Linked DNA regions of Muntiacus reevesi: region 2 is linked to region 1. Evidence: chromatin contacts called from public Hi-C data. All regions are on one chromosome and are shown on one strand. Each heading gives the region's core, a stretch centred on a gene start, on an enhancer-like site or on the middle of the called end of the contact. The rest is flanking DNA. Distances are from core to core; before and after follow the strand shown. Region 1 holds the start of ARL6IP4 (ADP ribosylation factor like GTPase 6 interacting protein 4). Region 2 holds the start of SBNO1 (strawberry notch homolog 1).

Region 1 (6,355 bases), core at 2,966-5,465:
TTTATGGACCAAGTTTTAATGTAAATGTTGCAGTGAAAGTGCAATATCTAACCCCTGCTCCCAGCGGGAATCGCTCGGCCCGACAATCACAGCCAGGGGCCCTGTGGCCAGTGCCTCCTCCTGTCGGTCCCACCTCACCCCATCTCGCCTGTCGCCTGTCGCCTCGGTGAGCAGCCATCCGGATGGAGGAGCACCTGCAAGAGTCTCGGCCCGCCTGCAATAAAGGCCTGGAGGCCGCCAGCCCCGGGAGGCTGGGTGGGCAGTGAGCTCGGCCTCTCCCAGCGGGCCGCTGCCCCACGGCTCCGAGCTCCCCGCCTGCCTACCCAGCCACCAGCCATGCCAAGGACAACAGCAATAGTCCGGGCCTCTCCCAGCGGCCCTCAGCCATAGATGGTGAGGTGGGCAGCCCACCCTCCCCGTGGACGTCTCTCTTCTATATCCAGGTCGGCTTCCTGCCTCCCTTCAGATTCCTCTTGGCACATTCTCCTCTTAAGGAAGCACCAGTTTTTCAGAAACTAAGAGAGGGAGGACAAAGTCCTTTAAAAATACCAAAAATGTTTACAGCATTGGGTGCTGAGCTGCAGGGCTCAGGCCCGACCAGTCATAACCAAAGGGTGAGGCAGGCCTTGCTGACTGCCACCCCACCCCAGGCCTGTTAGAGTAGAAGCCTTAGTCCCAGCCCCCCACCCCCAGGACTGAGCCTCAGCCCACCACTCCCAGACCCCACCACCTGCCTTCTCTTTGATTTCTAAAGAGGGATTCAGCAGAGACCCCATGCCCCCTTCCCAGCTCGGTCTGAACTGCCTGCCTGCCCGCCTGCCACGTCGCAGTCTTCACGTCTCAACCCGTCTGTCTGTCTTGTCTGTCTGGGCCGCCTGTGAGCGGTGTCCTGACGTACCCCCGCCCGCCCTGCTGTCCCCGCTCCATCGGGCCCGAGTGTGCTCTGTGTACTGTGTGTCACCTGTTACACCGATTAAAGAAGCAGGAAGGCTTCCTTCTGCGTCTCAGTACTGCGCCGGCCACCAGAGCACGGGGGGTGGGGGCGGGTGGGGGTGCGGCCTGCCCTTGGGGGTAAAGGCAGTCCTTCCCAGTACACAATGCCAGCTGTGTTCACAATAATACCAACACACTCCCGTGGGCCTTATCTCTGCTGGGCTTCCTTCTGGCCCCTTCCTGGCTATGAACTCAGTCTGTCCTCACAGTAATCCAGTGATGGAGGGAGTGCTGTCAGCCTCTGCCTCACAGAAGACACAACCTGTGAGCTGGGCCAGGACTCCTCCCAGGCCAGCAGGACTCTCTTATCTGCAGAGATAACAGCAAGGGCAGCAGCTTCCCTCCAGGCCTGAGGAACTCAGCCTAACAGCCGAGGGTTTGGGATTCAGCTGGGGTGGGGTGGGGCTCTGGTCCAGGCGGGCTGACCTGAGGGTGAGGACCACAAGAGTGGCTGGGGTGTGCCCCCTGCCCCCCAAAGCTCCCAGAGTCCTTATTTTTGCCCTGAAGTCGGGTTGCATCATTCCCTCCCCCTCAGCACAAAAAGCAACAACACAGAGGATGGCTCCAGCCAGGGAACATTTAATGGGAAGGTGCGCTCTTTCGGGAGATGGGGGAGCTGACTCGGCCAGTGACCCCGACCTCCACTCCCTGCATTGGAGAGGAGGCTGGGCCAGAGGCTGGTCTGCAGGAGAAAGAACACGTAGCAGGCTCCCTGCTGCCCACCCTAGGCCAGCCTCCAGGTCGTGCCAACACTGTGTGTAGCAGGCCTTGGCCAGGGGGCGGGGGGGTTGCTCAGGGCAGGAGCCCTGCTCGCATCTGGAAGGCCAGGCCGTCCCCTCGGGTGGCTTGCTGGGGAAGAAAGCACACGGGGGGCGGGGGGGGGGGGACAGGTCAGAAGAAGAGCTGGGGGTGGGCCTGGGTAAGGGGGCAACACCCACCTTGTTGATCTCTCTGTGTCGTTCCTTGGTGACGATTTCCTCTAAGACCTCGCCGTCTCCCTTAATGAGCCTGGGGATGGGGGTGGGCAGGCTGAGCCTCTGAGAGGCCAGAGCACCAGAACCAGAAGCACCCGGCAGGGAGTGCCAGGCCTCAGGCCCCACCACCACCTTGAACAGGCTGCCACACCCTGCCGGCCACTCCCACTCCTCCCTCCTGACCTCCCTCCCTTGCCACAGAGATGAGGGCAGAGGGTAGCTCTGCTGTCAGACAGGCCAGCTGGGGCTCTTTGAAGACCCTCCCTCAAGGCCTTTCCAGCCCCTGCAATCGCCTACTCCAGCCAATAGGGAGCAATGGCCTGAGAAGTCTCATCAACAAGGTACATTTCCCCTGGTCCTCAGCCTGTTTAGAGCAGCAGCAGCCCCATCCCTCCTCCTGAGAATGCGGTCTGGGGCCAGCACGCCCCACCTGGTGCGTCCTGTCTCCGGATCCACCACCTTGCGGATGACGCTCTGCCGGGCATCCCACTCCTCCTTGGTCATGGGCTTCATGGCCTGGATGCGGGACTTCTGCTCGTCCGTCAGGACTGGAAGGTAAGATGGCAGGGAGGTGGTGGCGGGGCCTCAGGGAGGGGAGCCTCCCTGCCCTGCACACCGGGTGGGCAGCACAGTACCTGGGCCATCCTCTTCCTCCTTGGCCGCTCTGTGCCACTGGTCCAGCGAGGGTCCGGGCAGAGCCTCGGTTTGCTGCATTTTGGCCTTCTCCTTGCCTCTCTTCTTCAGCTTCTTCTTCCTTTTCTTCTTCTTCTTCCTCTTCTTGTCCTTGTGCTTCCCCCGCTTCTTCCGGCCATCGCTGGAGGAAGAGGAGGAGGACGAAGAGGAAGAGGAGCTAGAAGAACTGGAAGAAGAGGAGGAGGAGCTGGATCGTGGTCTCCTCCGGGCCTTGTGCTTGCTTCTCTCTGTGATGCAGGGAGAAGGTGAGGCTGGAAGGCCAGGAGGGGAAGAAGTAAACTTTCGTCCCCTTGCTCTGGCCTGTAGCAGGCTCAGGCTGACTACTTCCTGGCAGGGCTTCAGCACGCTGTGGAGAGGCACTTTCTCGACTCCGCAGTCACTGTCTGCCCAGAAGCAAGGTGGCCAGCCCCCACATCTTAGACCCAGCTACACCAAAAAATATGAGTAAGTGCTCGCTTCATTCCGTATTCAATGGGTTGGCCCAGCCCCTGGATTCTGAGCGTCTTTCAATCCAGATAGCGAGGATCTACACTCTTGTGTCCCTCTGAATAGTGCACCCTGCGATTTTCCCAAAGTCAGTCTGGAGAAGCCCTCCTGACTGCCTGCAACTTCCTCCCTCATGTCCCCTCATCCCTTTCCCACTCCCTCTGGTCCTCACCCTCCACCCCAGAGGAGGTGGTGCTGGCCTTGCGGCTTTGGGATCTCGAAGCCGAGCAGCTCCTCCGGTCGTCCTTACTGCTCTTCTTCCTTTTCTTTTCCGACCCTCGCCCCCGGGAACGGCTGCGACTCCTAGAGCGCTTGCGGGAGCCGACGTGAGCCATAGCGCCGCGAGCTGCAGACACGAAGGCGCGCTTAAACCCAGGATCGATCTCGGGGCTGGCCCGCAGAATGGGTTCCCAGGGAGGCTGTACTCTGGCCGAGTCGACGAGACTCGGCCTGGTTTTCTGGGGCCTGGCACCCGTCACTATCCGGGGCAGCGTTATTGAGGGACAGTAGGAGCAACCGTACGATCCTCGCCCGCCCCCAATCCTGTTCCCCGCGGACTCCCGGCTCCTCCGCTGCGGCCCCTTTAAGGATCTGCCCCCGCGCGGACGCTTCACGGCTGCGCGCGCAGCTCAGGCGCCGCTAGGAACGGCCGAGCTCCTCAGCTGCCAGGTGCGTTCCTCTCCCCTTCCCACGTGCTCCTACCCTCCACCCCGTGCCCTCCGCGGCCTCGCCGCCTCAAAGAAAGTCCCCGGGGCTGCTCCGCTCCCTCAACTGTCCATCCGACGGGACCGCCAACCCTGCACCACGCCTTCGCGTGAGGAGGCGAGGAAGCAACGGCAGGGTGACTTCCGGCCCGGGGCAGTGCACTAGGAGGCTGTCCGGCCGCGAAGCGAGGCGCTGCTGGCTTTAGTTCTGAAGCCCCAGGTTCCGTCTGTGGGGCAGCCCAAGAAACCGAGTCTGGCGCGCTCACCTCCCAGAGAGGCGAGCCCGGGCTCCAGGCTTCCGCCTCTAGGCGGAGCTCCCGGAGAGACCTGCTCTCCAGCCTGGTGCCAGTCCCAGAGCTCACAGGCCCTTTGCCGCAGCTATGCCCTCTCCCATCTCTGTCCTATTCGGCGGGCCCGCAGCACCCCCAGTCCCTGAGAAGCCCAGGGGAGGCGGCGACTGTGGATTTTCTGCGGACATGACTTCACCTGCAGGCCGTGAGCTCCAGAACCTTGATCTTTCCGATGTCTGCATTCAGTAATACAGAGATCACAAACCCAGACATCCATAAAAGCCAGAAAGATCATAGCAACGTATGTAGGGACCCGTGTAAGACTGTACCACAGGCCTCAAGAGTGGGGGCAGCTGAATCTGGTCTCGCTGGTTTCTGCAATGTGGACGGGGGCCGGATGTTTCCAGATCTTCCCACTTTCCCAGGGGAGCCCAAACTCAAGATTTCAACATGGAAAACCCTCCCAAACATAGCATAGCTGCATGCCTCATCCAGTCTTGCGGCCACTGAGTTGCAAACTCTTTGATAGTAATGACAGCAACAAACCCAGAAGACTGTTGTAAATTGCTTTATAAATGGGAAGTCATTTGATCCTCAAAACAGCTATAGGACATAGGTACTCTCCAGAAAAAAAAAGACTAAGGGAGAGAGAGGCATGTGGCTTACCCACAGTCACAACTGGAAGTGGCTGAATCAGAATTTGAACCCAGGCAGTCTGGCTCCATGTCCCAGCTTTTAATTCCTCTGCAGTAACTCCTCCATACCGTCCAGAAGATGCTATTGGTGACCCACCCAAATCCCCTTAGAAGACAGGTGCACTCGACCTTAGCCATGGTGTCTGCTGCTGACACCCCACACCTGGACTCTGCTCTGGAAGATTCCCTTGGCCACTGGGAGCCACACTGCCCTGGAGGTGGATGTTTAAGAAGTTACTCACCCCCTCCATACCCTGAAACATCCCATAGCCAATAACTGCTGTTGGGGGGCAAACTGTGCTACAGTTCATGCTCCAGAGAGCCCCAGGGGATTGGGCTGAAGCTGGATGCTGTGTCAGACCATCCTGCTCCAGCTCCTTCCTGCCCTGTCCTGCTCCTCCTCCCTGGAGTGCTCCCTCCTTAAACCACTTGCACAGGAATTCCTGTCTCAGGCTCTGGTCTAAAAACCTGACCTAAGCCAGCCTGTCTGCTGAAAGAATGACCCGGAAGCCTGTGTGTCCTCTCAAAGCAAGAAGTGCTGAGGGCTGCAGGGTGTTTATTTCCGTCCTTGCCCGCCACACTGGCCCTGGCCAAGCTCAAGTCAGGGCACACACATCCACCGTGGCGGGCTCCTCACGGGTGAAGCCGTCGCCAAAGCCCTCATCGTCCACCAGGTCGGGCTTGCGGCAGCACATGGGGCAGAGGCGGTTGCGCACGGCTGAGGCCCGGAGCCAGACGACCAGGTTCCAGCGCTCACCAGTGCCCAGGGGCCGGGCCCCGTGCAGCTGGCCCCCCCGGTGCAGGAGGCCCTGGCCCACCACATGCTCCACCTCCAAGGGCTTGGCCAGGGTCGAAGGCACCTGTGGACAGTGGGACTCAGGCCTGGGTACTCGCGGTGGCTCCAGCCCAGCCCCATGGGTTACACACACCAACCTGGAAGAGATCCCCGAAGTAGAGGGCACCCCCTGTGAAGGCCTTGCCCAGGGACACATTGAGGGTGAGTTCGGCGTTATCGTAGTGGCAGCCCAGCTCGCGGTCCTGGCCGGGCGCGTATTTGACCACAAAGGCCCGGTGGCTGTCCAGCCAGCCCCCACCACAGTCTGGGTACAGCAGTGCCATCAGCGGCTGGAGGAAGCGCTCCCGCAGCGGCGTTACCAGCGGTTCATCCAGGCCCAGCTCATGCAGCAACACCTGGGGGTGGGGGAGCCCAGAATTAGCAGGGAAGCGGGTAGGGCCTGTCCCTGGGTCCCTGAGGGAGCCCCTCACTAAGGACAGTGCTGAGCGCTGTGCAGACATCATCAATGTGCTTAACTTCATAACAATACTGCCTGATTTCATCTGACAGATGGGGAGACCAAGGCTTGGAGAAGGTCTGCGCTGGGAACAGGTCTCCCCACACGGACGTCCCTGCCTCCTTGTGCCGGCTGGGTGGAGCCTCACCCACCCCATAGTTGTTCATGGTGTTGGGTCTTCCCTTGGGCATGTCTGACTGCTCGAAGTGCTCCAGCTCCTCCAGCAGG
Region 2 (6,909 bases), core at 1,998-4,497, 310 kb before region 1:
TCTCTCAAGGAAGCCTTCTTTGATTTCCCTGATGAGATCAAATTACTCTAATAGGTTCTGTTAGCTTTTATGTTGCATTGTCACAGTTACAAGTTTACATTTTTTTTTTACAAGTTTACATTTCTTTGTGTAATTTGAGGATTAAGGCCTACTACTCTGTAAGGGGACATCCCCCCACCCCCTCCCCTTGATTTGTTTTTCTTAAACTTGTGTCCCTAACACAATATCTCTAACATATCTGACTCAATAAATATTTTTTTAATGAAGTGAGAAGTACAGTGTAAATATAAATAGCCACAGGGGAAGAGAATGGACACCATGCCTGAATAGGGAATTTTTCTGAATTATCTGCTTCTAGCAGTATCTCTATTCTAGGTGTTTCCAGTAAGTTTTCTCTGCCTCTGACCCTCAGTATCTATCCCCTGATACAACCACTACTTGTGTTGTCATTCTGAGATGCCCTGAGTGTACATTCAAGCAAAATATATTATGTATTCTCATAGACAGAAGTGCTTCATTGTTTTTAATAACGGTTTCACTGTAGGAAAGTACCATAGTTTAGTCAGTTCATCTTTTCTTCAAAGACATTAAGGTTGTTTCCATCTTTTGCTTCTACAAGTTGCTACTGCCATGAATAATTTTGTGCATAACATTTCTGTGCATATGTGAGGTTGTATAAATATGCCCCGAAACTCCATCTTTTACTTTGGTTCAGGGTAAAGAGATGATGCAGAGATGGCAGCAAGGATCTGGTTTTTTTTTTTTTTGCACGAGGAACGCAGCATGGGGTATCTTAGTTCCCCAATCAGTGATTGAACCCTTGCCCCATGCACTGGAAGCACCGCATCTTAACTGCTGGGCTGCTAGGGAGGGCCCAAGAATCTGGCTTAGATGCTCAGGAAGTACCAAAAAAAAGGTGGGTCTAGGACTCATCTAGTCCCAGTGTTCAGCTAGAGTTTGGGGGCCACTTGGAAACTGAATTGCTCCAACCAAGCTTCAAAGACAGTGATGCATTAACTACATTGTCTTAGATTTCTTTGCTGCATTCTTTCATAATATGACAATTGCTTGTTTGCTGTCAACTATACTAGATCATAAACCAGTCTACTGGAAAGTAGTGAACAAGACAGATGAATGACCTTGCTATCCAATGGTTTGGTTTTTTTTGGCCTCTTGCTGTGGGGCAAGTGGGATCTTAGTTCCCCCCATGAGGGGTCCAACCTGCGCCCCTGCATTTGAAGGGCAGAGTCTTACCCGCTGGACCACCAGGGAAGTTCCTCCAAGGCATTGTTCTTATGGAACTATTTTTATTATTTTTATCTTTATAGGGGTGTGTGTGTGTATGCAGTAAATGAAATAACAGAAGTGATTAGCAAAGTAATTAACCTGCAATTTAAAATGCCTGGACTTCCCTGGTGGCTCACAGTAAAGAATCTGCCTGCAATGCAGAAGACCTGGCTTCAATCCCTGGGTCTGGAAGGTCTCCTGAAGAAGGGACCGACTACCCAATCCAGTATTTTTGCCTGGAGAATTTTCATGAACAGAGGAGCCTGGCAGGCTACATTCCATGGGGTCGCAAAGAGTCGGACACGACTGAGCCACTAACACACTTTAAAATATTTATTTATACGTACACATATATAATACATATAAATTGGTGCTTTTGAACTGTGGTGTTGGAGAAGACCCTTGGACTGCAAGGAGATCAAACTAGACAATCCTAAAGGAAATCAGTCCGGAATATTCACTGAAGGACTGACGCTGAAGCTCCAATACTCCAATACTTTGGCCACCTGATGTGACGAACTAACTCATTAGAAAAGACCCTGATGCTGGGAAAGATTGAAGGCAGGAGGAGAAGGGGACGGACGACAGAGGATGAGATGGTTGGATGGCATCACTGACTTGATGGACAAGAGTTTGAGCAAGCTCCGGGAGTTGGTGATGGACAGGGAAGCCTGGCCTGTGCTATAGTCCCCGGGGTTGCAAAGGGTTGGACACGACTAACTGAACTGAACAATACATATTTATGTATATAGACGCTACGTTGGAAGACTCAGTTATTCTTGCCGTAATTTCCCCCCCTACTCTCCTAGCCCCATACTGTGTCTAAGAGCTGACACTTTTACCTCCCAGTTAACCAAACTACTAAATTTGCTTTGAGCACAAGGCGAGTTCGACGCGCCACCGGTAGAGGGCAAGAGTCACCCAGCGTGCCCATTACCTAAGCAACCGATTCAAACAGCATTCTCAGGATGACTTTACAAAAGGGTTACCAAGTTAATTTGTTTATTCTGGGTCAGGTCATTTAGTAATAGTACCAATAACAATAATCATAACGGAGAATACAAAAATAAGGAAGAGAGAGGAGGTAGCAACAGACCTGTAGCAATCATTAATTGAGAGCAACAGTTTGTTCAGGTTAGTGGATGTGCGCGAGAAAAAGAGAAAGAGGGTCTAACCGCGCTCTCACTCCTTAGGATCTGACTATGGTAACAGACCAACCGAGGGGCTCCAGTTACTTGCGGTTTCACATTGAATAAAGTGCTTTGAGCAAGCCTAAGAAGCAATAAGTAGGCGAATATTTTTTTCTAGAATTCATTAAGATAACAAGCGTTTCAAAGTGACAGAGACGCTACTAGGTAACTTCCTGGGCCAAAGCCACACCGAAAACGTTTTCAAAACAGCTTCAGGCCCCTCCTAGCCCGACTTTGAAAGCAGGTGTGGCACGCATGCGCCTGGCCCACCAGCTGACCTCCTCGTGGCAAGTCAAAGCACCGACCTTCTTCCCGACAACCCGCGGGGGAGAAAGGGAGGAGGAACGGAACTCTCGCGAGGTCTTTCGAGCGCCGGCGGAAGCAGTAGACACGTGACTCTCTTAGGCGGCCTTCGCCTTCCCCCCCTCCCCCTTCTCGGAAACCCGGCCCCCTCACCCCTCGCCCACCCGGGAGCCGCGGTAATGGACCGTTTGGGTTCCGGAATTCCCTTGGATCCAACCACTGGTACCCTGTCGGCGAGAGCGACGGAGTTCGTGCTTGGCGGCGAAGGCAGGGGGCGGTCATGGGGGGGTGGAAATCATCTTCCTTCACCTAGGAGGGAGGCGGGGCGGAGAGGAGCGCTGCGGAGTGGGGTGTTGGGGGCGGGGGGGGGGGAGGGAGGAAGTCACGTGGGTCGCGCGGCGCGCGCTGCGTGCGCGCGGCGCCTCATCCGTCGTCCCACCCCCTCCCCGTGGGGCGGGGGGTTGGGGGGAGGGGCGTCAAGATGGCGGCGGGGAGGTAGGCAGAGCCGGACGCCGCTGCTGCCGCCGCCACCGCCGCCTCCGCTCCCGTCGCCTCTGGTTCTTCAAGCTCTCGTCACCTGAGAGAAGCTGTTCCGGTGTCGGATCCGGCGGGGAAAGTAAGTCCACCCCTTATCCCTTTTCTGCCTCCACACTCCTTCTCCCGGACAGCTTCCCACTCGCACCCTCCTCAGGGGGCCGTGCGGGGCCGGGCTGGGGGGGGGGGCCGCCACCTCACCCTGGCTTGGGGCCTCCCTCGCCGCTCCCTCCGCTGCGCGCCCCGGGGTCTTCGGGGGCACAGTCCCGGCGGCGGCGCCGCCGCGCTCGCTTCCTCCGCCGTCAGCGCCGGGCCCTGCGGTCGCCGCGCGTGGGGCTCTCGGGCCCCGAGGGCCCCGCTGTCCCGGGTTGGAGGCACCTCGTTTGAGCGAGGAGTCATCGTCTGCGGACGCCGGCTCCGGCTCTGCTTGGTTCGCCGCCTTTGGTTCCGCGGCTGGACTAGGGGGCTGTGAGGTCCCGGGACCCGCAGGAAAGTGAGCTCCGCAATCCTTCAAAAGTCCTCGTATCCAAGGATTGCTCCGGTTCAGGGCGATTGCGGGGAGCGACGGGACACCGCACCTACAATTTGCTGGTCACCTCGCTGTCGGGGTGGTGGGGACGGTACGTGGGACACGTGGGGCCACCTTCACGCTTCACCCCGTGATGAAGTTAATTTTGCCCCAAGCTCGCTCGTCCGCCTCCTAGACACTAAGCAGGCATCTCTGTGGAGGGTCAAGTCGGTTGGGGATTTGCTTACTTTGAGAGTGTTTGGCGTAACGAGCATCTAAAGTTCCCTAAACCAGTGTATGCTGGTGGTTTCCCAGAAGTGGTTTGAAGTCGGTTTAACCGCTGAGGAGATTTGGATGTTCCTGAACCCTTGTGATTGTTTCTTTCCTGACCCTGGCATCCAGCTCCTCCCCTTTCCACCCCGGCTTTGTGCTTCTGTTTGGTTAATGTTTGCGGACCACTAACTTGATCCTCGCACAGAGAAGCTCTTTTTTATGTGCGTGCTCGGTTTACTGTGGGAGGCTTTTGTTTTGGGGAGTCGCTGGTTGAGAAACGTGGGAAAAGAACGGGAGAGAAAATGAGAGTCAAAGAAAGCAACGTTTTTATCCATTGAATTGCGCAGCCAATTGTAACTGCACCCGGAAGTTTGTACTGAACACGTGTTGATGGGAGAAGGTTAAAAGCTGGGTTCCCTTTGACCTTTGAAAGTTGATTATTAGCAGTTTGTTAAGTTAAATATTTCATATTCTCAATGTAACCAGAATTAGAGACGGAATAGGGTTCTAAAGTGTCGGCCAAGGAGGGCCCAGAAAGCTGTCAAACCCTTAGTTGCTATATCGCCATTCCTCGTAAGAGTTGCAGTTACTTAAACCAGCTAACAGTGCGAAGGGATCCCATATTTTCCCGGTTATTTACGGCGGTCAGAACTGATTTTTGTAAGCAATGGGGAAAGCCTTCATCACTGCACAAAAGATAGTTTGTACAGAATTTCTAGGGTAAAATGTAGAATTTACTGCTAGTAGGATATTAGTTTTGCTATCAAGGGGACATTTTATTTTCATATTGAAAGAAGTTGTTTCCAGTTTTTACCCTACCAGAGAAGACATCTTTACTGTTTTCCTCTGGCTTCTGCTTTTTGTCTCCCAGTCTAACTCTGTTTCCAGTCTAAATTTATTCCTTACAGTTCTTCAGAAATTTAAATAAATTTTACTTCAGTTTCTGGATAGTGTTAAAAAGGGAGGCTTAGTGAGTGACTTATAGTTGATAAATTCATTCATCCGGTCATTCGTCCATTGAATGCTTTTATGTTTCAGACAGTTTTACAGGTTTTAAGGGCGTTACTGAGATTACCATTTTTAAATGTGCAGTATGGAGATTTTTAAAGTCGTCCCCCCCCCCAAGCCGCGAAGACTTTAGGTACAGATAACATTTTGGCCTTTCTTAGTCTCTAAATTGAGCTTTGATTTGAGATTTGCTGACCTGCCTGTGAAGTAAGAAAGCAGGCAGGTCTGAGGACTGGTCTTCACAAGTTGCCTGACTTTTCATGAGGCTCTGGGGTTTTCGAAAATTGGAGTAAAGAAAGATACTTTCTGAGAGGAATTGTTTTCCATTAAATACCCAATTAATAACTAAAATGATGTAATCCTTCAGTTTTTGCAGTTGTCTTTTTTTATGCTAATTGATAGATCCACTTTGATGTGGCTGAACTGAGTATTATTAAGGACAGCCTTGGGATACCACTGAAGTTTTCTGTAGAGGGAAAGGGTAGGCTCTTGAAGAGCAGGAACTCTCTCTTATGAACAAAAATATATATATGGTACAAAATCCATCAAATTAATATGCTTGTTTACTTCTTAGGAGATAGTATGTAGCACAAAGCAGTGATTTTCAAACCTTTTCACTGTATTCCATAGTAAGAAATGTGTTTTATATTGTGAACTAGCACATTAATACATGTGTAGAACTGAGTTTTGTGTAATAATGTTTACCTTTTACTGTGTGCTGCACTAATTCTGTTCTGTGTTTAACATATTTGAATAGTCTATATTTGAAACATTTTAAAAGTACTGGTCATAACATAAATTATTTGACAATTCATTGTGTTGTGACTGGCAGTTTGAAACATACTGGTATGGGATTCAAAACACAGAATCTGGGTGATGTGATATCAGCCATCCTAGGTTTGTAATTCTGCTCCAAGCTTGCTTTGTTGTTAACTTGTTAGTTTATCTCTCTAGACCTCAGTATCTCATCTCCAACAAGGGGATAACAGGTAATTTTTACTCATGGATTATTTTGAGAGTTAAGAGAAAAAATTCCAACCATACAGTGAATATTGGGAAGACTAGCTATCAGAGTTTCATGTTGTGATCGAGAACATAGTTTCACCCTTCTCCCCCATTCTTTCTCCTGGTGCTTTTTCAAAGCATTTTTGGAGCTTGTATATAATCTGCGCATTCCTCTGTGATTCCATTCTTTCTATAGGTTTTGCAGTGAGAGTGAGGGGGGGCATGTCACTGAGCGATTGCTGCCCGGGGAAGTAGGTGTTAAAAAGTACAGAGTGTGTCCTTTTAGGTGAAGGAAGTTCTCTTTAGCAAACCTGTTTATACCTACCTTCCCTTCTGCCTAATATTCTTAAGGAACCAGTACCCAGGAGACAGTGAATACTTGCTGATGGACTTAGCAGTTAAATTCAAAGTGGATCATTACCCTTCAGATTCTTAAGCTAAATGTCAGTCATTGGACATCCCGGCTGCCTAAAAACAAAAGTTGGGTCACAAATCAGACATGCTTAGCATTACTAAATAATGAGAAAAATCCTTTTCAGGCAGAGATTTTTTTTTTTTTTTTGAGGATAGTTGCTTTCCAGTATTGTGTTGGCCTTTGCCATAGATCCATGGGGTCACAAAAGAGACAAAACTGAGCAACAAACACACTGCCATATAGCAACATGAATCAGCCACAAGTATAGGTATGTCCCATCCCTAAGATAATTTTATTTTAAGATACTTCTTTAAAATGATACTATGTGTACACATTTGAAGATGTCTGCCAGTTTCCTCTAGATAGGCTGGTTAACTGGACAAATT

Evidence for each region. Hi-C and Micro-C count contacts between places; a contact is called where the count stands out from the background.
Region 2: a Hi-C map of blood shows a contact between it and region 1, with 2.8 times the contacts expected there. The contact joins the promoter of SBNO1 here to the promoter of ARL6IP4 in region 1. A contact is called at or near these places in 2 of 3 Hi-C or Micro-C datasets (blood and muscle).

The regions. Positions count from the first base shown.
Region 1 is chr13:20,889,121-20,895,475 of mMunRee1.1, reverse strand. It overlaps ARL6IP4 (ADP ribosylation factor like GTPase 6 interacting protein 4), which reads right to left and starts at 4,215. Exons shown (of 6, transcript XM_065904508.1): 1 at 3,849-4,215; 2 at 3,319-3,492; 3 at 2,603-2,911; 4 at 2,398-2,515; 5 at 1,932-2,001; 6 at 1,557-1,842. The coding sequence starts at 3,481. The coding sequence ends at 1,786. OGFOD2 (2-oxoglutarate and iron dependent oxygenase domain containing 2) reads right to left here. Exons shown (of 7, transcript XM_065904506.1): 5 at 6,280-6,355; 6 at 5,769-6,026; 7 at 4,693-5,695. The coding sequence ends at 5,432. LOC136145828 (a long non-coding RNA gene) reads left to right here and starts at 2,927. Exons shown (of 3, transcript XR_010658859.1): 1 at 2,927-3,104. It overlaps PITPNM2 (phosphatidylinositol transfer protein membrane associated 2), which reads left to right. Exons shown (of 27, transcript XM_065903847.1): 27 at 1-977.
Region 2 is chr13:21,198,017-21,204,925 of mMunRee1.1, reverse strand. SBNO1 (strawberry notch homolog 1) reads left to right here and starts at 3,247. Exons shown (of 32, transcript XM_065905091.1): 1 at 3,247-3,396.